2 separate regions of the Callithrix jacchus genome follow, and region 2 is linked to region 1. The links are chromatin contacts, called in public Hi-C maps. All regions are on one chromosome and are shown on one strand. The core of a region is the stretch at or near the end of the contact, and the rest is flanking DNA. Distances in the headings are between cores, read along the strand shown. Region 1 has its middle 210 kb from the start of TOMM20. Region 2 has its middle 20 kb from the start of TARBP1.

The links. Hi-C and Micro-C count contacts between places; a contact is called where the count stands out from the background.
Region 2: a Hi-C map of skeletal muscle shows a contact between it and region 1, with 8 times the contacts expected there. The contact joins two enhancer-like sites. A contact is called at or near these places in 2 of 3 Hi-C or Micro-C datasets (both in skeletal muscle).

What each region holds. Positions count from the first base shown.
Region 1 is chr19:50,310,829-50,315,398 of calJac240_pri, reverse strand. No RefSeq gene overlaps it. Among named protein-coding and RNA genes, the nearest start is that of TOMM20, 210 kb to the right of the region's middle. Within about 2 kb of position 2,563, at least 6 of the 16 cell types and tissues checked have an H3K27ac peak or open chromatin away from gene starts, as enhancers often do. A contact at or near this core is called in skeletal muscle, where this site is marked.
Region 2 is chr19:50,734,371-50,738,895 of calJac240_pri, reverse strand. No RefSeq gene overlaps it. Among named protein-coding and RNA genes, the nearest start is that of TARBP1, 20 kb to the left of the region's middle. Within about 2 kb of position 1,460, at least 10 of the 16 cell types and tissues checked have an H3K27ac peak or open chromatin away from gene starts, as enhancers often do. A contact at or near this core is called in skeletal muscle, where this site is marked.

The DNA.
Region 1 (4,570 bases), core at 1,314-3,813:
GGGAAGGAGCCACATGGTGTCCTCTGGCTCTGGGCCTCAGCCTCCCCCGTGTCAACAGCCACCTTCCTAACTTTGTTTGCCCTGCTATTTATAGAGCGATCACTTTTCTACATAAAGCCCCGAAATAGAAATGTTGAAAGAGCAGCTGGTGCCTCACGGGAACCTAATAAAACGTCTGTTTCCAAACAGGCCTGCTTCTCTCTGTCATAAATATTCTGTAGTTCTTACACTCTGGCTCTGTAATAGCAGGTGCATTTGCACGAAAACCGGATTCAGTTTATTAAGAATTTATCCCTTCCCTGCTGTTTACTGCCTGCCAGAAGATTCCCAGGGTTGCACATGACATGGCCCAGGGTGGGGCCACGCCTGACTTTAGCCACCGGTGAAGGGTACTCCACAAAAAGACAGAGTGGCCGGGCTGGGCATGGTGGCTCATACTTATAATCCCAGCACTTTGGGAGGCCGAGGCAGGTGGATCACCTGAGGTCAGGAGTTCAAGACCAACCTGGTCAACATGGTGAAACCCCATCTCTACTGAAGATACAAAAATGAGCCGGCATAGTGGTGGCGAGTGCATATAATCCCAGCTCCTCGGAGGCTGAGGCAGGAGAATAGCTTGAACCTGGGAGGTGGAGGTTTCAGTGAGCCGAGATCGCGCCACTGCACTCCAGCCTGGGCAACAGAGAGAGACTTTGTCTCCAAAAAGAGACAAAGTGAAGGCTTAAAGGTGGGTGTGGATGTCCTTGAGCTTCTATTCCTCCATTACAGCAAACAAAATATAAAAGTTGTCACATATACACACACGCCAAGCGAATTCGCTGGCCAGGTCCCCAGGGGAGAGTTGGGTGGGGCCCTGGGAGGGCAACCGTCACAGACGGAGAGGCAGACATCTGAGATGTCCCTTAGGGTCCTCTTGTCCACTGAGACTTCCTGTCTTTTCTTGGCGTTCAGATTTGTCACTGGATGATGTGTTAGTCTTCTCAGACTGCTCTGTGGTTTGAATGCACAGACCCTCTGAAACTCATGTTGAAACTGAGTCCCCAGTATGGCAGTATTGAGAGGTGGGGCCTGTAAGAGGTGATTGGGTCATGAGAGCACTGCCCTCATAAATGGATTAATCCATTTGTGGATTAATGGGTTCATGGGTTATCATGGAAGAGGAACTTTTATAAGAAGCAGAAGAGAGACCTGAGCTGCCCGCTCAGCCCCTCACTGTGGGAAGCCGCTCTGCCTTGGGATGCTGCAGAGAAGGTTTTTCCCCAGATATGCCCCTTGACAGTGGACTCCCCAGCCTCCTGAACTGTAAAAAATAAATTCCCTTACTTTACAAATTAACCAGTTTCAGGTATTTCAATAGAAGCAACAGAAAATGGACTAAGGCTGCTAAACAAATCAATTCCAAGCCAGGTGGTTTAAACAACAAGAATGTCTTTCTCACCGTCTAGAAGCTGGAAGCCCAAGATCAAGGTGCCAGCTAATTGGGCCCCTGGTAAGGACTCTTCCTGACCTGCACCTGGTCGCCTTCTCCCCGTGTCCTCACACAGTGGAGAGAGAGAGAGAGAAGGTGTGTCAGAGGGCACCAACTTTACTGGATGAGGGCTCACCCTGATGACCTCAGTTAGCCTTAGCCACCCTCATAAAGCTCCTGTCTCCAAACATGGTCACACGGAGGGCTGGAGCCTCAACATATGAACCGAGGTTGGTGCGGGGGCACAGTCTATACAAATGACAAGACTGCTGTCACTGAGGGTCCCAAGCCCTTCTTCAGGTCAGAACTGAAGACTGCACCCTCCCCTCAGCTGCCCTGGGCCCTGTGACCACCCTCCTGCCAAATGAGGTCCTTGATGCCACCAATTGCAGTGGGTAAAGAGCCTGCCTCCCACCGAGGGGACCGAGGGGCCGAGACTGGAGGTAGGTAAGGTGTAAAACGCCCAGGTTGCCACATGCAGAGCTGGTGAGGACCTGCGTGTGATGAGCGCGAGGCTCCCAGGGGCAGACCGTGGGAGAGCCACCCGGTGACGCCCTGGACGACTGGCACTCAAGAGTTCTGCGGAGCCTGCCCTGAGCGCTGCGGCTCTCCCGTGCGAAAGCCATTGAGCTTTTGTGTTCATTGTTGCATGCCGAACAATCGGGAATGTTTTCCTTGGAAGCGGCGTGCGATCCCATCATGCTGTACTTCCTTTGTACTGAACAAGTGTTATTTAATGAGGCAGTTTTGATTGTTTTGGAGATAGGCGTCTATCTGGGAAGAGGCGGGCTGGTGTGAGTTTGTACTGGCAGCTTCCCCTATTTTTTCTGGGAAATCCTTCTTCCCGTGTGTATAGATGGCAAGTCTCACACAACGGCACAACCTCGCAGCCTGTGAGACCCTTGCCCCGGGTGGCTTGGAAGCGTCTGCTATGGCCTGCAGCTCAGGGTCCTGGAGGAGGCCGCAGAGAGTGGGGGCAGAGGACAAGTCCATGGCGCCTGGGAAAGTCACACTCCGGTAAAGCCATCAGTGTGAGCTCACCCATCCCCTTCACAGGCTGGAGACGGGCCGGATCGAGTTCCAGAGGCCTCTTGCTTTCTTCTGGGTCAGGCAGGCTTGGGGCCCCTTCCTTCCTGTCCCTGGCCCCCCTCCCCCACACTGGGAGTCCTTTCCTCTCTCAGGGAACGTCAGCTTTCAATTAAAGAATGACCATTGTTCCTTCTGGGGAAAAGAGGCCCCGTCCCCTCCGTCCTTTCTCATTTCCTGTTCCTGGTTTCAAGTCTCTCCACCTCAAGGCCACGGCTTTTGCACCCACCTGAGACTCCCTGCGTTTCCTGCTCCTGCCCCCCTTACTCTCACCCTCTGGCCTCTGCCTTTCCCTCGCCAGCCTTCCTGGCCACCAAGGCTCCCCACCCCTGGTGCGCTCCATCCTGCACGGCCCTGGCCTCTGGTTTACCTGGGCGGCTTTGCCTCCTGTCTCCTCACCTCCATGCGCCATTGGTCTAGGGCATATTTACCCACGACCTAGCTTGAAAGACACACAGCAAATTCCCCCACCAGAGCCCTTGACCCTTCCAGGCAGGCATCACTCCGGATGCAGACTGCAGAGAGCTTGCTACCACTGAGGAGGGAGGTGACTCTCCCCATATCTTAATCCCACAAGAGCCCAGACGGTGCCTTGCCTCACAGACGCACGAGACCACCAAGTTGCACGCCAGCTGCCCCTCCCTGGAGAAGCCATTTCTTCGGGCTGCTCGGGCCAGGCGTGGGTCCTGCCCTCCCCCTGAGGCCCGGGAGTGGTGCTGGCTGGCTTGGAAGCCCAGATCCAAAACCTCCTTCCTATCTGTGCAGCCCAGAGCTATTTTCTGTTTACCTCTGGAAGTGCAGTTCCACTGCTAACCCAGACCAGGAGTCATCGCTGGAAGAAACACCTGTTCTCTCTGGTCAGGGACTTCTGTTTTCCTTCTGTCCACGGGTTCCCCAGTCCGAGGCTCCCCTCCCATCGGAGGCCCTCCTCAGCCAGGGTGTTTAGTTTCTGTGCCAGCAATGTGCAGACAACCTCAAGAAAAGGGCCTGTGCTCTCCTTCCATGGTTCTGCCCATGCCTTCCTTCCAGTAGGGACCTTCCTGTTATGGCCCATGGCTGTTAGAAGCGACGGTGCTGCCCAGAGGTTTCTCCCACCACGCTACCCCTTTCCCTGAGAGGGTGCCTCCATCCTGCAACTCCAACCCACTGCTGTGTTTCACGGCCAATATCTGCTGCACAAATTTCTCCCGTGAGCACCAAACCCAAAAGCCCTACTGGGCAACAGATTTTCAAACTCAACATGCCCCAACTCAACTCCTCATCTTCTCCCTATTTCCTTCCCAAATGCATGGTTCTAATCTTTCTTCTCTCCCCAACCCCCTGAACATAATCAGCGTACCTACATTTTGGCTTCAGACTCTCTACCACCAATTATGTAGATTCCAAGTCCTATAGATTCAGCCTTCGGAAGGTCTTTGCTCCCACCCTCTCCTCCACATCCCCATAGCAGCAGCACCGTTTCCGACCTCGGCACCTCTCATCTGGCCTTGCACTGCTCTCCAGCCCTCCCTGCAGGCTCGCCTGTCTCTGTCCATCCTCAGCAAACCACCAGGGCATCCGTCTAAGACAGGAAGCTCTGATCACCTTATTTTCCAGCTGAAACCCCTCAGTGGCTCTCCCTGGCTGGCCTCCCCCCCCCCCATCCTGCCTCCTGCTGGCCCAAGCCCGCCTCATTCCTCATCTCCAGCTACACAGATGCCTGACTTTCCCCAAACACACGGCATCGTCTTCACACCGTGTCTCTGCCTGCCCTCCCCACCGGCAAATATCTTCTGTCTCTCATGCTTCTGCTAAGCAGTGCCACCCCCACGAACACATTTCCCCAGCACAGCAGAGTGCCCGCTTGGTGCACACCACTCCCTGGGAAAGACTTTTTTTCTCCTTGCCTGCACAGCTACTAGACTATACGCTCCTTGCAGGCAGACATTAAGTCTTGAGTCTCTTCCTCACATGCCCAGCGCCTCGCATAGAACCTGGCCCACAGAGAGTACATAATGAATATTTAGGGAAAGAGGC
Region 2 (4,525 bases), core at 211-2,710, 420 kb before region 1:
AAAAGAGAAGGCAACTAGGACACAGATAGACACGGGGGAGATCATGTGGCGGCACAGAGAGAAGATGACCATTTCTAAGCCAAGGGGAAGAACCTCAGAACCTCAGAAGGAACCAGCCCTGCCAACCCGCTGGTCTTGGAGCTTCAGCCTCCGCAACTGTGAGGCAATATGATAGCCCCAGCAAACAAATACAGGTGTCTTTCAGTTTTAAAAAGATAGCTACATAATCATGGGTCAAGTGAACAGGGCACTCTTTTTCCTTAAAATTGTATTATTAAATGCAGTATTTGCAGGATGCTCTCCAAAGGTGGAGACAGGAGGAAGGTTTTGATGCCAAAACCTTCTAAAGTTTAGAAACTATAGCGAACTCTAGTTCCTTCTTAGAGATCCACTACATTCTCAGCATGTTTAATGCTCCTGAGATAGCCTGCGATCATGTCCCTTTGACCTTGGCATAACCCCGACTTTCCCAAACTTTGAATGCCATGCAGTGGTGTGATCTCAGTTCACCAGGAGCCTCCGCCTCCTGGGTTCAAGCGATTCTCCTGCCTCAGCCTCCCCAGTAGCTGGGACTACAGGTGCGTGCCACCACACCCGGCTGATTTTAATCTTTTATTTTGATTTTTTGTATTTTTAATAGATACGGGGTTTCACTGTGTTAGCCAGGATGGTCTCGATCTCCTGACCTCGTAATCCGCCCGCCTCGACCTCCCAAAGTGCTGGGATTACAGGCGTGAGCCACTGCACCCGGCCCGAATGCCTTTTCAAAAAGAGATACAATTCTACTTAACAAAACCACCATTCTTGGAACACACTTTGGAAACACTAGCAGGAACAAAATAGGAGGCAAATATTCTAAGGATGTAAAGATGCCTGTGGAATCACCCTTGAGAACCATGGGATTCAGAAGCCTGGAAGGGAATATACACGCGCTGCAGGTAGGGGCAAGGGGAAGACGCCTGCTGCAGGTAGGGGCAAGGGGTCACGACGTGGAAAGCAGGCACAGAGGGGCCAGACTGTGCAGAGCCCAGTGCTCATGTTGCTGTGTCATGGAAAGGCTGGCACTGAAGGAAGGATCAGTGCCTCCTCCTCAAAGGGGAACCTGAGGCTTTGAGTATCCATTTGTAGAATAAGGAATGGAATTCGGAGCATCTGGCCCTTGTTGTCTTCCTTTGGGGGCCCTGGTGATCCCTGCCAACAGAACTTAGACGCCCACAATGGTTTCCTCCTGTGCAGCCTCTGTCAATGGGGTGAAGCCCGGATGGTGCGCCCAATGTCAGCCCGAAGCCACCAGATGGCGCGCGGAACCCGCAAAGCACCTGCGCCCGCCTCGCGTTTGTCCCCGCACTGGCCCCAGGCCTTGGGAAATGTGGCCCTGCGTCTCCCCAGCCTTTTTACACTTCAGGAAGCTCCTCTTTAGAGAAGCATGTGAAACACCCCCTTGCACAGCTGTGCTCCTCCTGCCCTTTCCCTGCTGGGGACACATCGGCAGCCCTTCCTGGTCTGAAGAGTTTCCAAGCCCGGGAATCTCTCGCACATTTGTTCTGCTGGAACTCGAAGCAGGAAGCACTGAGCTTCCATTTTGTAACCCGCAATCCCAGCGAAGTACAATCGTTAGGTAAAAAACATCTCAAGGATTGTTTATGAGGGCAACCGCATTTCTGGCGTGAAAACAAGCCCTGCAAACATCCTGTTCCTCTGCGTTTTGACTGCAAACACAGGGGGTTGCAAGATTTTTTGGTAATCCCAAACTCAGTCCTGAAGAGTTAATGGTGTTACTCATGGCATTGGGGCATGAAAGAAAAACTTGCGTGTTCGGGTGGTTACGGCTTGCCCAGAGCAATGGAATGAGCCATAAGGCTGAAGGCCAAGGGACTCGGACCACCCATGCAGTGAAATAATCCCCCAGAAATGCAGTGCCCCGAGTGGAAATGAAAGTAAAGAGAACAGTCATTCCAGGCATTGGCTAAACGGGACTAAACCTGACTGATCGTCGAGCCTAAAGTTCACGGGACTCCCGAAACTGCAAATCTCAGATTTGGGATGAACTGCTTGGATACCAGGAAATGACAGACATCAGACAGTTGGAACACTGTTCTTAGCCAACTCTGGGTCTTAAACTCTGTTCTCATTTTCAGTTCCAAAAGCAATGAATAATTAATAAGTTAGTTTTTGAATGGAAAGCACATTTCAATGGATGGGTGATACTTTACAAAGGACTTCTGACAGTTACTGTTTATTTCCTTGTTTCTTTCTCTTTTTGAAATAAAACCTGGAAGTTGAGACAGAAGCAATATTCAGATATACAATAGCCTACATATTGGAGCCGTCAGGAACTTGCACGTTAATAAAGAACAGAATCTAATACATACCTTGGCACCTACATATGCCTCTTACTCTGTTCCATGTTATTTCTTTTTTATTTTATTTTATTTTGAGACAGAGTCTTGCTCTGTCACCCAGACTGGAGTGCAAAAGCAAGGTCTCAGCTCACTGCAACCTCTGCCTCCTGGGTTCCAGCGATTCTCCTGCCTTAGCCTCCCGAGTAGCTGGGCTTACAGGCTCCCACCAACATGCCTGGCTAATTTTTGTATTTTTAGTAGAGACGGGGTTTCACCATGTTGGCCAGGATGGTCTTGAACTCCTGACCTCGTGATCTGCCAGCCTTGGACTCCCAAAGTGCTGGGATTACAGATGTGAGCCACTGCGCCCATCCTGTTCCATGTTTTTATGTAAGTAATGTCTCATTTAATCCTCACAGCCCTGGCTTGGTAGTTGGCACTGACCCAGGTTTTCAGATGAGGACCCTAAGCCCCTATGAGGGTAAACAGCTCACCCCAAATCACACAACTAGTAAACTTGAGAACTAGGAGTTGGAACCAGGTAGGTCTGACTTCAAAGCCTCAGTTCCTTTTCCTTTGCCCATGCATTTCACAGACTCATGGGACCTCATGGGGTTAGAAGGGATCTGGGAGGGCATTTAGATGAATGCTCTAAATAATGCATGAATCCCTTTTCCAGCATTCTCTGTAAGTTGAAAGCTAAACAAGTGTGAATGTGCCTGAAATCAAAAGTGGAAGCCTGAAAAGAAGTCAGAGCAAGACTTCAGAATTCAGACAGAGGTCCTAAAATACATGTAATCGATGTTTCTATTTGCTCTAAGAGTGGGACACATGTATATATTTAAGTCTGTGAAAGGACCAACGATGCACCTAAGGAATGAGTCCACACCGTTGTTCTCTTAGCCCAGCTCAAGGGGGAATAGTGGAAGAAAAATGACTAGGAAGAGAAGGCACGTGTTGGTATGAATGGGATGTCTATGATATCCTGGAGATGTGTGCACTGGAACTCACAGAGAGTCAAAGGAATGCTACCGTTTCAGCACACACCCGCTCAGGTCCTGGAAAGATCAGATAAAAACCTCCCCTCTCTCGCAGTACTGGGCAAAGGTGACTGAGAGAGAGCAGGTGGCCAGCCTCAGGCCACATAGCAAGGAGGTGGCAGTGCTAGAAATAGAGTCAAGTGCTGAGTGTCTCAGTTGTGCCCTGGAGCTGCTCGTGCTTGCTACCTCACACGTCTTCCGTCATGGCTCTGGGTGAATTTGGTAAGGAAACTCAAAACCAGGTTTCAGTTTTCATGACATACCGGAAACTTGGCCTTGGGTCACTAAGGAGTTTGCTATGCTTTGTGAATCCTTCAAGCAAATGGAACCAGGTTTCTGCCATGTGTTGACTTCCACCAGTGCCAGGAGGGATGGATGGGATTGAGGGGGAACCAGGTACAATCCCATCAACTTGGTGTTGACATGTCCCAAAGTGCATGCTGGCCTAGAAGGACACCTGGAAACAGGGCCTCTACAAATCCCAGCTGCTGTGGAGTCTCTCAGAGCCATTCAAGGAATAACTTGGGGAGAGACAGAGAAATGGAGGGAATGATTTAGGAGGTGTGCACGTTCCTTTGCAAAGGAAGTTATGGAAGTTGCTAGTGAGATTTTTCTTGGTAATTAAGTGATAATGCCTGTGTAAAGCTGCTAGAGTTGGAATTCCTGTAAAATACTGAAGGGACAGAGGCCCTTTTGAGAAATGTCTTGTTTAGTGTTTTCAGAAACAATTTAGGTTTCTGTAGTACCTTATATCCTCTAACTAGTAACTCCTCAAAGCATTCTTGCCAGGCAGGTCACCAGGCTAACTTATTTGTGTACTTCTCAAAGATTGTTCATTTACATGCAGAGGATATATTAGATGACATCTCTCTCTCTCTCTGTCACACACACACACACACACACACACACACACACACTAGGATAGAGGATCAAATGTCCTTCTAATGACACTGCCAGGTAGAGAGTGTTTTGTTTTAAATCATTAAGGTCCTGTATGTGATTAGCTTGAGATAATACAGTTTAATTAATGGAATCAGGGGAATTGGGACATATCTAGGTACAGCGACTATTCGAAGACCTTGCAAGAATTTATGTTTGGTGGCTCATGCCTGTAATCTCAGCACTTTGGGAGGCCGAGGCAGG